4 separate regions of the Mus musculus genome follow, and all the other regions are linked to region 2. Evidence: chromatin contacts called from public ChIA-PET, Hi-C and HiChIP or PLAC-seq data. All regions are on one chromosome and are shown on one strand. The core of a region is the stretch at or near the end of the contact, and the rest is flanking DNA. Distances in the headings are between cores, read along the strand shown.

Region 1 (3,338 bases), core at 741-3,240, 440 kb before region 2:
GCCTCTTCCAGTCCTGGCGGCCCCCTCCTGGGCCCTGTAGCACTGGCCCCTGCAGACATCTTGAGCCGCTTGGTAGCCAGCCAGAGTGGCCCAGAGTCGGCAACAGCGTCTGGGTCAGGGCTGCGGCGCTTTCTTCCCGGCCCAGCTATCTTGGCAACTCTTTGTGGCCAAATTCTTCAGCAAAGAACCAAGAGCCTAATGAAAATAGACCACGAGTCACTGCCAAGGCCAAGTGATCTGCTCCCTGCCTACAAGGGCTGAGCAACGCAGGCCTCTCTGAACCCTAATGGGCAGGATTCTCACCAGCTGAGGCAGCCATGCGCACTGTGAGGCTACCCTGTGAGGAAATAAATAATTCAAGCAGTGGCAAGTGCTTCAGGCCACGCCTCCTGGGTATCTACAGAAACCCACAACGCTGGAAGGCTGCACTGAGGAAGTGCTAGGTCAAGGCAGTTGTGGCCTGGGACCAGGATCATCCTCTGGATGAGAGCCATGGCTCCAACCCACAGGTCTGCACTCTGAGCAGCCTGCTCTGCTTCCTTCACTCTCGCCGGCTGCTTAGTCACCGCCAGACAAGTAGAGAGTGAAGGAGTCAGGCAGCAGAGAGGGAGACCAAGGAATAGTCAGAGCAGCAGAAGGGCAGACTCTGAAGCTGAAAACGGCCCCAGGTGCTGCCACTAACCAGAAAGGCTCTGGTACTAAAGCATCTAGTCTGCTTCCTGCCGGCTCCTATTTTTTGCCATAAACCAGCTCCTGAAACTTGATCTTTTGTTTCCACCTAAAGAAGGATCGATCTCTCTCTCCTCAGCCTTAAAGATTAGGAGTGGAGGCGGGTGGTGGTGGCGCACGCCTTTAATCCCAGCACTTGGGAGGCAGAGGCAGGCGGATTTTCTGAGTTCGAGGCCAGCCTGGTCTACAGAGTGAGTTCCAGGACAGCCAGGGCTACACAGAGAAACCCTGTCTCGAAAAAAAAAAAAATGAGGAGTGGACTCCAGTTTTAAGACACGGTGATAGGCTTAACAACGAAACAGACATCACCCCTGTCTCCAGGTTCCTTCCTTCATCATCAGCTCTGAGCCACGGAGGCCTGATCTGTTTCCCACCTGTGTGTGGATTCGGGCTCCCTCCATCCAAAGTGAAGTTCTCAAAACTAGTGAGGGTGGAGATGGAACGTAGACCTAGTACTAGCCCTGGCAGCCTCAAGCCCGGCTTGCGAGACGAAGGAGATTGAACTGTAGCCTGTGTTCCCTTAGGGGAGAGTGGGGTGATAAAAATACCCTTGGACGATAAGAGTGATGAGCGGAATCTTTAGTGACAGTCCGTCCAGGCCTCTGGGCAGAGCACCCGCCGTTTCCTCCTTACACCGAGGCCCGATTCACAGCCGGAATCCCTCCCCCATGCTCTGAAAGCCGTCGAAGCGGCAGAGAAACTATCCGGAGATCCCAGCTGGTTAGAGAAGCTGCGCAGAGTTACTGAACGCAGACCAACGCCCCGGCTAGGATGCTGCCCTCCTCCAGCCTCCGAATCCCAGGCCTGCCACCACCTCCTCCAGGAAGCCACCCTCGCTCGCCGCTAATCCTCTTAAAAACAGAGAGGCCGGCCACAGGGGTAGCATAACGGCTCGGTCGGCATCGGTAGGCCGAGCACGCCGCGAGGCTCGAGATGTCGGGGCTGGCACGGCCCGTGACCTTGAACAGGCCCGCCCCGGGCCAACCTTGCGGCCTTCCCCCGCTGCGGCCAAACCGGCGACTTGAGGCCCACACCACTCACCGAGCGAGACCGCCGCCACCAGCCCTCTTCGGGCCCTGGCAACACGCTCTCGATTCCGGTTCCGGCGTCGGGTCGGTTCCGGTTCCGGCGCGCCCCTCCCCCGTCCCGGCTCCTCCGCCACCGCCGCCTTCGCCGCTGCTTCAGCCGCTTGTTTTGTTTCGACTTCTAGCTACGGCTACGGGAGGCGGGGTGCCGAGCTGATGACGCACTTCCGGCAAGAGTGGGAGCTCTTGGTGAAGGGCAGCTTTGGGGAGGGCGGGAAAGGAAGAGGAGGGGTTCCGGTGCTCGGCCTCTGCTGGTAGCCTACAGCTGATGGCGTGTATAAAGGTCCTCCGCCCCTCCCATCAAAGGCCAGACAACACAGAGGAGGTTCACACAGGTTTATTGAAAGCTCTTGCTAGCCAGGAGCTCTTTAATGTGCGGACGATCGTGTGCAGAACAGTGCTTGGCGACAAGGCTAGGCCCTAGGGAGTGGTCACTGGCAGGTGTTGTAGATCTGGACCTGCAAGTTGATGGCCTGGAGCACACTGCGCATCCTGGCTTCCAGCCCATCCAGCTGGGCCGCTTTGCCCTCCAGTGCACGCTCGTTCTCCTCATATGTGCCCTCCAGCTCTAGAAGGGTCAAGAAATAGTTCAAGTCTTTTCTCACGCAAGCCCACCTTTCTAGCTCCCGCCCACCATGGTCCTCACCCTGTAGCCGCTGCAGCTTATCCTGAGCGGCCTGCAACAGGTCCCGAGCCTCATCCCGCAGTTGTTCTGCCCTGGCTTGTGCAGCCAGAACACCTTCAGCCTTCCGCTCTGCCAACGCCCTCACTGTTTGGTATTGGTCACCTACTTGTTCCCGTAGTTGCTGCAGATGTAAGAGGCAGGGTCGGTATACTAATTCAGTGGAATTCTAACTATAATACCCCTACCCCATCCAGAGGGCTTCGCCCAACCCACTTTCTCAGCCTCCCTGGCACGGCTCTGGGCACTGCCTGCTGTTTCTTCCGCTGTAGATGCTGCCAGGCTATTTCCTGCCCGTTTCAGTTTCAGGGCCTCCAGGAGGGCGTCTAATTGCCGAGCCCGCTCACCGGCAGAGTTCAGAGACTTCTCTGCACCTGCCATCCTCTCCTGGACCTGCCACAGAAAGGCCCAGGTTTAACAAATCCACCTTTAGTACCAGCAACTGAGAAGGAGAAGCAAGTTGATCTCTGTAACTTCCAGGCTGCCCAGGGCTACACAGTAAGACCTCCCTGTCCCAGACAAAGCAAGCCAGATCCTTAGTACATGCCCATCACCTCGTCCTAAGGAAGTCATACCCGCTGCAGGGTCTGCTCTGTGTTTTGTGTGTCAACCACTGCTCCCCAGATGGCACCCTGAGCAGCTCCTTGTGCCCTCTGAGCCTCCTCCAGTGCCGCTTGGACTGTCTCTGCCTTCTGTCTCTCACCCTCGGCCCGGCTCCTGAGGAAGAGGGGAGATCAGGGTCTACAGGTATCAGGACCAGGTTTCAGGAATGGGGACCAGGCTTGGGGGTCAGACCGTGCCCGGTGCGCATCTTGCAGTAGCTGTTCAGCCCGACGCACGTC
Region 2 (3,189 bases), core at 474-2,973:
AGGGCCTCACCACAAGTACATTCCCCACAATGCCAGGGCCTGAGTACAGTCTCTCTGGATGCTTCTGTCTCAGCGATTGTAGGAAGAGGCACATGCCAGTGAGGAAATCCTTGGGCTGTCCAATGTCCATCCAGAAGCCTGTACAGAGAGATGGGTCAGAGGGCTCTGCCTAGCCACACACTGACTACCCCACACCCTATGGCCTCTACCTCACCCTGCAGCTCCATGGCATATAGCTGCCCCTCCTTGGCCATAACTGGGAAGATCTCCTTCTCAATGGATGTAGGCTTCAGCTGTGGAAGTGGGCAATTTGTGAGCAGGCCACACAGCAGAGGCCTGCTCCACCCCAGCCCGCCCAGCAGTTCTCTCCTACACACCTGGATGCGCTGCAGCACAGCAGGGCTCAGGATGTACATGCCTGCGTTGATCTTATTGGACACAAACACCTGTGGCTTCTCAACAAAACGGTGGATGCGGCCTGTGTCAGCCTCACATACCACCACACCATACTTGGAAGGCTCTTCCACCTTGGTAACCTGAATATAGAGGTGGAGGGTACCTTAGGCCTAGTCCAGTTTTCTTTACTCTTGATAAATATGCCTATCCCACATCTCAAAGGCTCTCCCCCAAAGACATTCTGCATAGCTTTGTAGCAAAACAGAGTTTAAGACCAGGGGTCAGGAAAGACTCCATGTGAGGGTGGGAATGTCAGAGGAAATCTTCTCTTACCAAGATGGAGCCCTCTTGGCCATGGTGCCGATGAAACTGCACCATGGCTTGGAAGGGGAAATCACATATCACATCACTGTTGAGAACGAAGAAAGGGTCGGCAGTCTCAGATAGTAGGTCTCGGGCCAACGCCAGAGGCCCAGCTAGAGAAGGGGACAAGTCATAAGTTACCACCTTGCTAGGGGCCTAGGTCCAGACTCCAGAGGCCCCACCCATCCGCCCAGATTGGATACCTCTTTGCTGGCCCTAAAGTTTGCCCAAGGGCCTTCCTTATACTGACCTGTCCCCAAAGGCTCCTCTTCATGAGACATAGAGATTCGGATTCCAAGCTGGAAAGAAGAAGCCATCTGGTTATGTTCCTCCTCCAATGGTAAGAGCCCCAGGGACCTAAAGAAAGGGCTAAGTCCATGCCTCACCCTTTGCTCTTGTGCCTTCATTTCCTTCTCCAACATCTGTGACATGTAGCTCACTGCCAGGATCACGTGGTCCACACCTGCCTGTCAGACACAATAAGGTGTGCTAGTTGACTGGCTCAGTCACAAGGTATGACCACCCCTGGCCTCCCAGTCACTATCCATCCCTCTTCCCGCCATAACAGACCCACGGCCTTACCGCAGCAAGCGCCTCCACTTGATGCAGCAAGATGGGCTTATTGCAGAAGTCCACCAATGGCTTCGGAGTGCTCAACGTCAGCGGCCGCAACCGTGTCCCATACCCTCCCACCAAGATCAGTGCCTTCATGGCGTCTGCAGATGTTAGAAGTGGATCTATCGGTCCAAAGTACTTACAGGCCGCCTGACCGACCCCTGCCGCGCACTCCCAACGCCGTGCCCTGACCTGCACGTTTCACCAACTAGACTGACCAACTCTGGTGTCACCTCGCCCCCCTGCTCTACCCTGATGTGGGGTCCAGGATCAGCCAGAACAGAAGACGAGGAACTGGTTGGAGACCGGCTGGTCCGGAGTTCCGGCCGGAGGCGGCGCAGCCAGTGACGTAACAGGGAGAGCCAATCTACGTGGCAGGGCCGCCCGCAGCCGAGCGTCAGACTTTACGCTGCGGCGGACGTAGCCAATTAGATTTCCAACGCCCTGGGCTGCCATGGGGACCCGGAGAACTCGCGAGTCAGATGCCCATTGGCGGATCTAAAGGCGGAACCGAAAGAGGAGGCTTAGCTTCCTATCGGAACCCAGTCCGCCACGCGGCAGCTGCCATCTGCCCCGCCCCGCCCCGCCCCGCCCCGCCGACGCCGCCTACCCCCCCAAAGGCCACTCCAGGTTCGCCCTGATGACCCCGCCCCTCAACACTTGCTCTGACCCCTATATCCAACCCCTCCCGTGCTGCCTCCCCCGACCCCCCACCCCCAGTGTCAGCACTGTCCCGCTGCACCTGTCCCGACCCAGCTCAGCCCGATCCCTAGACTAGCCATGTCGGCCCAACCGGAGGCGATGAAGTTTTCACACAGACTTGGACAGAGTTCAGTTTCTAGAGGCTTTATTTTGACGTATACGACCAGACACAAGCGGGCGGATAGCGCTGGGTGTACAGAAAAGGGCCGGCTTGGGCCAAGCACTCCTCTCCACCACACAGAAGACCTGGGGAAAATGCAAGCGCGCCTAAGCGCCAGTGGAGCCACGTATGCATCCAGGCGCAGGTCTTAGGGTGTGTAGCTTCCAGGAAAGAGGAGCAGATAACAATTTCCAGAATTCCAAGTCTTACATTTCCTCCACAGAAGCAAAGGAAATTTCCCCAGGTTCTCCTTTTTCCTCGTTAAAATGTAGTTTTTAAAATGAGCACACACACACAACCAACTTATATAGCTGTAAAGTTCAAAGCAGTTTGCATCTAGGGAACGTGCACGTGGCCAGATGTGAGCGAATGAGCAGCGGATACTGAACGGATACTGTCCGAGCCCAGGTCCCTTGCCCCTAGGAGAGAATGAATCCCCACACCACTGCACGGCCCACAGCTGAGAGGGGTAGAATCCCAGGCAAGGACATTGCTCTACTGGTCCCTTCCTCTTCCAGCAGCACCCATCCCATTTCACTCCCACCCATCTCCCCGGGCTGGTATGGGCTTGGCCCGGGAAATACAATGGAAAGGGGTAATGTGAGCTCCCAACCCATGATCCCTAGTTGCACTTTGGTCCCAAATTGATGATTGGGAAGGCAGGACCTGTCAGGAAAAAGACAGGGCTCTAGCCTGGGACAGGCAGAAGAGCAGTGGTAAAAGTGTTCGCACACACTTGCCACCACCTATCAGATAACAGAGCTGGGCCTCCAGATATCAAAAGTGCTGAAAAGTGAGGCCCTGCCCTTGAGCAGCGGCAAATCCCAGCCTTTCCTCGCTTGCAGTGGCAGGAGCAGTGCCTACCAACTCCCTTGCTACTTGAGAAGCAGCAGAATGGGGGCAGCACCTCCCAAAATCTGGTAAATCGGAAGTACAGCACATTCCTAGGAGGT
Region 3 (2,975 bases), core at 125-2,624, 380 kb before region 2:
TATTTTTTGCTGTACCAATGATGGAACCCAGGGCCTTCCATATGTTGCGTATGCTTCCTGCTGCTGAGCTCTAAGCCCCAAACTAGGTTGTGAGTTTTTGCTTGTACTCTGAGACAGAATCTCACTATGTAGTCTTGGATAAGCTAGAACCCCCTCATATATAGGCCAGGATAGCTTTGAACTTGGATCTATCTTCTTACCTACACAAGTGTTGGGATTTCAGGCATGTAATACCATGCCTGACTTTGTTTGACACAGGGACTCATGTATCCCAGTCTGGTCCCAAACTCACTTTGTAGCCAAAAAGACCTTAAACTTCTGATTTTTTTTTTTTTTTGCCTCCACCCACCCAGAGTGCTAAGATTCCAGATGTACACCATAATTGTCTCCATTGTTTTGTTACTATAGAGAGTGTACATTTTTTAGAATTCTATATAAATAGAGCCATACAATATGTACTCTTTTGTGTCTGACTTCTACTTAGCATAGATATTTGAGGTTTAGGGGCACTGGTGTGATAACTGTTCTGTCATTTTTATTACTTGGGTTTACCTTTGTTGTTGATGGTGGGGTTTTTTTTTTTGTTGTTGTTGTTGTTGTTTTTGTTTTTTGAGACTGGGTTTCTCTGTGTAACACTGGCTGTCTTAGAACTCTGTAGGCCAGGCTGGCCTCGAACTCAGAGATCACCAGCCTCTGCCTCCCGAGTGCTAAGATTAATGGCATGTGACCGCTTCCCAGCTTAAATTTTTATTTTATTTTGTTCTTTGTTTTGCTGTTTTGCCTTTGTGTATGTGTGAGTTTATGCTCATGCCCACTGCACACACGTAGAGGTCAGAGCACAACGTTCAAGGGTCTCAGAACTCAACTCTACCTTTGTGGATCCTGAGGAGCAAAGCCAGGTCTTTGGGCTTGGTGGCAAAGCTGAGCATCTTGCTGGCCCTTGAGTTCCCTGTTGTCTGAGTATAGCAACTCTCTTCACTCTGGCTCCAGATGCTCCGGCTACTCGGATATACCCAGACAACAGTGAACTCAAAGGCTAGCAAGATGCTTAGCCATATCCTGATCTTTGGCACCCTCGCCCACCTTACACATGGCCCTCACAGGCAGCATTGGGCATTCCTCCGGGCCTCCATTTTTTAGGTGAGAAGTGAGATGGGGTAGTGGACCCTGAGAGGGCCTGTGCTGAGCAACCAGACATGAGGGTTCAGGCTCGTGGGGTCTGCGAGCTGCCTGTGGCTTAAGGCGGAGGGAAGCAGGCCCACTGTCAAATCGTTAAAAAGCCTCAGGCATCGTGCAGAAGGGGGCGGGGTCAAGAATCGGCATTCTTATTGGTGAGCGCAGCCCGGGGGTGGGGCCTCACCTCGGCGGGCTTTCTTCGGCGCCCAGGAAGCCGCAGGAAGGCAGGCGTGTGCTGTCGCGTGTGGCGAGGTGAGAACTCGAGGTGCGTGGGTCACGAGGGGCGTGAGGAGTGGGAAGAGATGAGGTGGTTGGGGAACCTAGGGCCCCGCAGGCCCAGTCGCCCGATGCCTTTGAGGGTCACTCGGCCACTGGAAGCCTGGCCTGAGGCTCTCGGCTTCTCGTCAGACTCTCACAGGGCTGGAGCTTCAAGTGGGCGATGAGGCAAGCCTGGGAAATGAGTGAATGGGGAATCAGAGAGGCAGCTGGAAATTTGTTCTTATTGTTACGAACAAACAAAAGAAAAAAAGAAAAAGTAAGCCGTTTGGGAAACACATAGAAATGATAATCCAGGAGCTTCGAGGTTCTCTCTCTCTCTCTCTCTCTCTCTCTCTCTCTCTCTCTCGGTTTTTCGAGACAGGGTTTCTCTGTGTAGCCCTGGCTGTCCTGGAAGTCACTCTATAGACCAGGCTGGCCTCGAACTCAGAAATCTGCCTGCCTCTGCCTCCCAAGTGCTGGGATTAAAGAGGTTTTCTTAAAACATTATTTTAGCCAGGCGGCGGCGGCGGTGGTGGCGCACGCCTTTAATCCAAGCACTCAGGAGACAGAGACAGGCAGATCTCTGAGTTTGAGGCCAGCCTGGTCTACTAAGGGAATTCTAAGATAGCCAGGGCTACTGAGTAGGATCTTGTCTCAAAGACAAAAACAAACAAACAAACAACACATCAAAATAGAAACAATTATTATTTTTTAAAAACTATTCTTATTTGCAGGGTGGGAGTTTCGTGAAGGTCAGAAGACAGTTTTCAAGAATTGGTTCTGATCAGCCTTGTGGATCTCGGGGTCGAACTTGAATAGTCAGGGTTGCTAGCAAGCATTTTTACCAGTGTTTAGTCCTTGGAGAAAGCTTCTTGACCAGACTATATGAGAGTGAACAATTCCTTTTGGCAAAGAATCACCTGGCGATTAGGTGGAAGGGGACCAGAAGTCTTTGGAAGAAACTAGCCTTTTCAGCATTAAAGGAGGGGTGTTGGGGGGATGTAGAAGATATAGGACGGAGTGTGGGGAGGGAGGTGTTGAAGGCTTTCACTCCAGGACCCCATTTCTCAAAGCTGGAATAGGACAGCCTGGGCTATATAGGGAGTTCTATCTATCTCTTGTTAAGTAGTGGAACCTTGTTCCAAAAAAACCCAGGCTGGACAGCGTGAAGGATATGTGTAATCCTAGCACTATCTGTCGCTGAGGAGAGCCAGGTTGGGGTTCATAGTGAAATCCTGTATAAAAAACAAAACACCCAAGCACTAGGTAGGCAGAGGCAGACAGATCTCTGGATTTGAGGTCATCTTCCTTTCCATAATGAGTCCTAAGTAGCCAGGGCTACATAGTTAGACTATGTCAAAATAAGTAAATAAAACCCAGAAGCTAGCCGGGCAGTGGAATTGCATGCCTTTAATACCAGCACTTAGGAGGCAGAGGCAGGTGGATAGGTCTTGTGAGTTTGAGGCCAGACTGATCTAGAGTAAATTTCATGACAGCCAGGGCTACACAGAGAAACCCTGTCTTGAAAAACAACAACAAAA
Region 4 (3,181 bases), core at 652-3,151, 310 kb after region 2:
AGTAGTAAGCCAGAGACCTGAGGCACTAGAAATGCACACTTCTTCCTAAGCTGAAGACAGGGAAATACTGCTAAACTCCGACCATAAAGTACTTTGTCGTCAAGGCTGTGACCTGCTCAGGGGTCCTCCAAAGCTTCATTAGCTACAAAGATGTCTGCAATATAGTGTATAATCCTAGCACTTGGGAGTTACTCTGTAGGACTTATAAGTTCAAGGTCAACCTGAGCTACATAGTGAGGCCTTTGGCCTTGACTAAAAAGGGGGTGGGGGGTGCTGGAGAGATGGCTCAGTAGATGATTGGGAATGCGTGCGGCTCCTGTACAGCACCTACTTTGGGCTGTTGACAACTACCTCTAACTCTAGCTCCAGGGGATCTGACCCCTCTGATCTCCGTGGGCATCTTCACTCACCCACACAGACTCATACACATACACATAATTAAAAATCTTTTTATAACATTGTCACCTGGCAAGGTGCCATGCACCTTTAATCCCAGCATTTGGGAAGCAGAGGTCGGTGGATTTCTCTAAGTTACAGATCAGCCTGGTCTAGATAGTGAGATCCAGGCCAGCCAAGGTTACAGAATGAGCCCCTTTCTCTAAAAAGATAGAAGAAAAAGGTAGTGCCACAGCCACAGCACCTAGCTCTGGGGCTGTGGAGCAAGGACCAGGATGGCCCTGTATACTGTGGCTGCTCCAGTCTCCGAGCAATCCTTTCCTACCCAGGTAAAGAAGTTCTTGGGTCGATAAAATGCATTTCTGCCTCGTGTATATGCATAATTATTGACTCAGACGTCGTTCACATCAGACCTGAAGCTTGTAGCTCCACCTTCCATGGGGAGTTACTAGAGCTCTCAAATGGGAGCTAGGGAGGCCCACGGGCCTTTCTTTACCCTTTGTCTAAGTGGAGGTGACTGCTGGGGAAGCTGAAGCCTGATTCCAACCTGGGTACCTTGTCAAACCTCAAGATCGGAGGCCATCAACTCAGGTTCAGGGTTACCTGCTGGGTAGGATGGTGACAGGATTGGCAAGCTGAAAGCTAGAGTCTCAGACCCTCTGAAGAGCTGACAGGCCCTCATGTCCACAGCCCGTGGAAACTGACAGGCCTCGGTACCATACTCTACAATTCTGGAGTGATCTGGGCCTTTAGATGTACCCTCAATGCCCCAGGGAGAGAGAGAAGAAAGACAAAGAGCAAGACCTAGAGGATGCTGGGAAGAGAAGCTGGAGAGATCTGCAGCTGCTGCAAGGGGGTGGGAGGCTGAGATTAACTCTTGTGCAGCCAGACTCGATCTAATCAGGTTGCGGTGACCTGGAGCAGCCATGGAACTTGGTGAAGACCAGGAAAGTTGTTCAGCTCTTCCCTTGGTGGCAAGAGTGGCAGATATTCATCTGCGATCTATCCCTTGTCCTGGGACCAGCCCGACAGGTGCAGAGATTTCTTACCTGAAGAAGGCAGCCTGGATGGAAAAGGGAAATCCTTGATCAAGATATAGTCTAAACCTGGCTGAGACCTGGAAGGAAGGGTAACTAGCTAACAGGCTGTGTGTCTTGCCCTCCCTCATCTATATACCCATATATGGGAGGTAGAACCCAGACGTCCTGCACAAAGACCCACCTTTGAAATCCCCTCCCTCTCTCCTCCACTCCATAGATCCTCTGGGACCATCAGTGTGACTGGAGTGGGGACACTGGAGACAGGGCGTTTGGGACCCCAGATTGGATGCCCAAGGACAGTTGGCATGAGGGGACCAGGGCAGAAAGGCTTTGGCTAGGAGCCTGCAACATGCCCTGCTTGGCTTCCTTCCTTTAATCTGAATGCTTGATCTGGCACAGCCCACAACCTGGCCCCAGCGGAGCTGTTTTACTGCCTTCCGTGGCCCGGACAGGGATGTCTGCTTCTTTAGCGGGGGTAGGGGAAGAGTCTAAGATTTCAATTTCTCCCAGGTGTGGCTCAGTCTGGAGGATGCCTTAGGGAGGCTGGCGGAGCCACCCCACCCCCGCCCCCCCACATTCACGGTTGGTGTGTTAGCGTACCCGAGAAGCTCAGAGGGGTGGGGGCAGGAAATGGGGAGGAGAGAAGGAGGGAGGGAGGGAGGACTCCCTGGGAGGAGGTAGTGGCCCTTTGAAGGACAGTGTCAGGAGGTGGAGATGATAGGGGACAGGAGCAAAAAGATGAGGAAGGAAAGACAGGGTTGGGGAGCTGGTGAACCATGGCTGAGGGCTTGGTGAGCAGGAGCTGAGGAAGAGGGGAGAGTTAAAGGACAGGGGCTCAGAAAAGAACTGACTTCCAAGAGGGACAATAGGCTGAGACGCCTCCTCCCCTCCCACACCTGTCAGGCAGCTGGGGGAGGAGGGCTGACCCACTTAGCTGCCTCTCCCCGTAGGCTTCCACTAATGAGCGCTCTGGGCTTTGGGAGGGAGCCTTCCCCCCCAGGCTGTGCCTGAGGCTGTCCCTTCCCCCTGTCCCCTCATTATTTACCGGGGTGTTCATTGGCTCTGGCTGTCCTCCTTATCTTTAGGAGTGTTTGAGAAGAAAACACTGGGCCCCAAAATATGCCCCCTCTACCCATAGTCCCCCTCTTCCCCAGGCCGGGGAGGGAGTCTTTGTCTCCCCGCTCGGTTCTGTGCTGCGGAGAGCTTTGATTCCACCTGTGGGTCTCACCAGCATGCCAATGAGGAGAGGCAGCGGCAGGGTGCCGGTGGCTCGCAGGAGAGCTAGGCTGAGGATCTGACAAGACCCCCTCCCCCAGGTGGCCAGTCTGCGTGGTTCACCTAGGTCTGCAGCGCCCGTGACTAAAGAGAAAAGAAGCTCATGTGGGCAAAAGGGGGAGCCCAGATCTGGAGGGTGGAGAAAGGCAGCAGCTTAGGGGGACATTTTTGGAAGATGGGAGCAGGGTGCTGAGAAGGGGGAAAGGCCTGGGGCGCTCTGGGAGGCGGGTGTGGGGTGGGAGAGATGGTGGGAAAAGGTAAGAGGCTTGCACCAGGCGCTATTCCCTCCACAGCAAAGGCAATAAGCTCTGCAGACACTGGGATCTAGAAAAAACATTGCTCTGGAGAGCACTGTGGCTGGTAGTCTATGGTGCAGAAGTACCACTCTCAGGACATTTGGGCAGTGCGGGGGCCCAGGACTGTGTGGGGAATGAGGTTACCCCGGGAGGATGGTGATGATAAGAGCCAAC

Evidence for each region. Hi-C and Micro-C count contacts between places; a contact is called where the count stands out from the background. ChIA-PET counts read pairs in DNA pulled down with a chosen protein or histone mark. HiChIP or PLAC-seq counts read pairs in DNA pulled down with a chosen protein or histone mark.
Region 1: an RNA polymerase II ChIA-PET map of memory CD8 T cells shows a contact between it and region 2, with 28 read pairs. The contact joins the promoter of Usp19 here to the promoter of Gmppb in region 2. A contact is called at or near these places in 2 of 39 promoter capture datasets (fetal liver and pre-B cells), 2 of 484 Hi-C or Micro-C datasets (embryonic stem cells and rod photoreceptor), 2 of 115 datasets of contacts at active chromatin or transcription factors (differentiating embryonic stem cells and memory CD8 T cells) and 2 of 9 other capture datasets (adipose tissue and macrophages).
Region 3: an H3K4me3 HiChIP or PLAC-seq map of bone marrow-derived macrophages shows a contact between it and region 2, with 3 times the contacts expected there. The contact joins the promoter of Iho1 here to the promoter of Gmppb in region 2. A contact is called at or near these places in 2 of 39 promoter capture datasets (both in liver), 1 of 115 datasets of contacts at active chromatin or transcription factors (bone marrow-derived macrophages) and 1 of 9 other capture datasets (pancreatic islet).
Region 4: a contact with region 2 is called in a Hi-C map of the N1E-115 cell line, with 1.8 times the contacts expected there. The contact joins the enhancer-like site here to the promoter of Gmppb in region 2. A contact is called at or near these places in 8 of 39 promoter capture datasets (the C10 cell line, embryonic stem cells, frontonasal cranial neural crest and 5 more), 3 of 484 Hi-C or Micro-C datasets (the N1E-115 cell line, embryonic stem cells and nephron progenitors), 1 of 115 datasets of contacts at active chromatin or transcription factors (extraembryonic endoderm stem cells) and 3 of 9 other capture datasets (adipose tissue, liver and pancreatic islet).

The regions. Positions count from the first base shown.
Region 1 is chr9:108,489,328-108,492,665 of GRCm38.p6, reverse strand. Usp19 (ubiquitin specific peptidase 19) reads right to left here and starts at 1,990. Exons shown (of 27, transcript NM_027804.4): 1 at 1,771-1,990; 2 at 1-195. The coding sequence starts at 59. It overlaps Lamb2 (laminin, beta 2), which reads right to left. Exons shown (of 33, transcript NM_008483.3): 29 at 3,292-3,338; 30 at 3,072-3,213; 31 at 2,713-2,889; 32 at 2,461-2,620; 33 at 2,136-2,382. The coding sequence ends at 2,246.
Region 2 is chr9:108,047,798-108,050,986 of GRCm38.p6, reverse strand. It overlaps Gmppb (GDP-mannose pyrophosphorylase B), which reads right to left and starts at 1,723. Exons shown (of 9, transcript NM_177910.4): 1 at 1,342-1,723; 2 at 1,146-1,226; 3 at 1,010-1,058; 4 at 730-872; 5 at 378-536; 6 at 215-293; 7 at 11-138. The coding sequence starts at 1,470. Ip6k1 (inositol hexaphosphate kinase 1) reads right to left here. Exons shown (of 6, transcript NM_013785.2): 6 at 2,205-3,189.
Region 3 is chr9:108,430,225-108,433,199 of GRCm38.p6, reverse strand. It overlaps Iho1 (interactor of HORMAD1 1), which reads left to right and starts at 1,374. Exons shown (of 8, transcript NM_001135198.2): 1 at 1,374-1,428.
Region 4 is chr9:107,735,006-107,738,186 of GRCm38.p6, reverse strand. Gm34605 (a long non-coding RNA gene) reads right to left here. Exons shown (of 3, transcript XR_001779306.1): 3 at 1,254-1,459. Among named protein-coding and RNA genes, the nearest start is that of Gm34605, 6.6 kb to the right of the region's middle. Within about 2 kb of position 1,901, at least 78 of the 459 cell types and tissues checked have an H3K27ac peak or open chromatin away from gene starts, as enhancers often do. A contact at or near this core is called in the N1E-115 cell line and nephron progenitors, where this site is marked.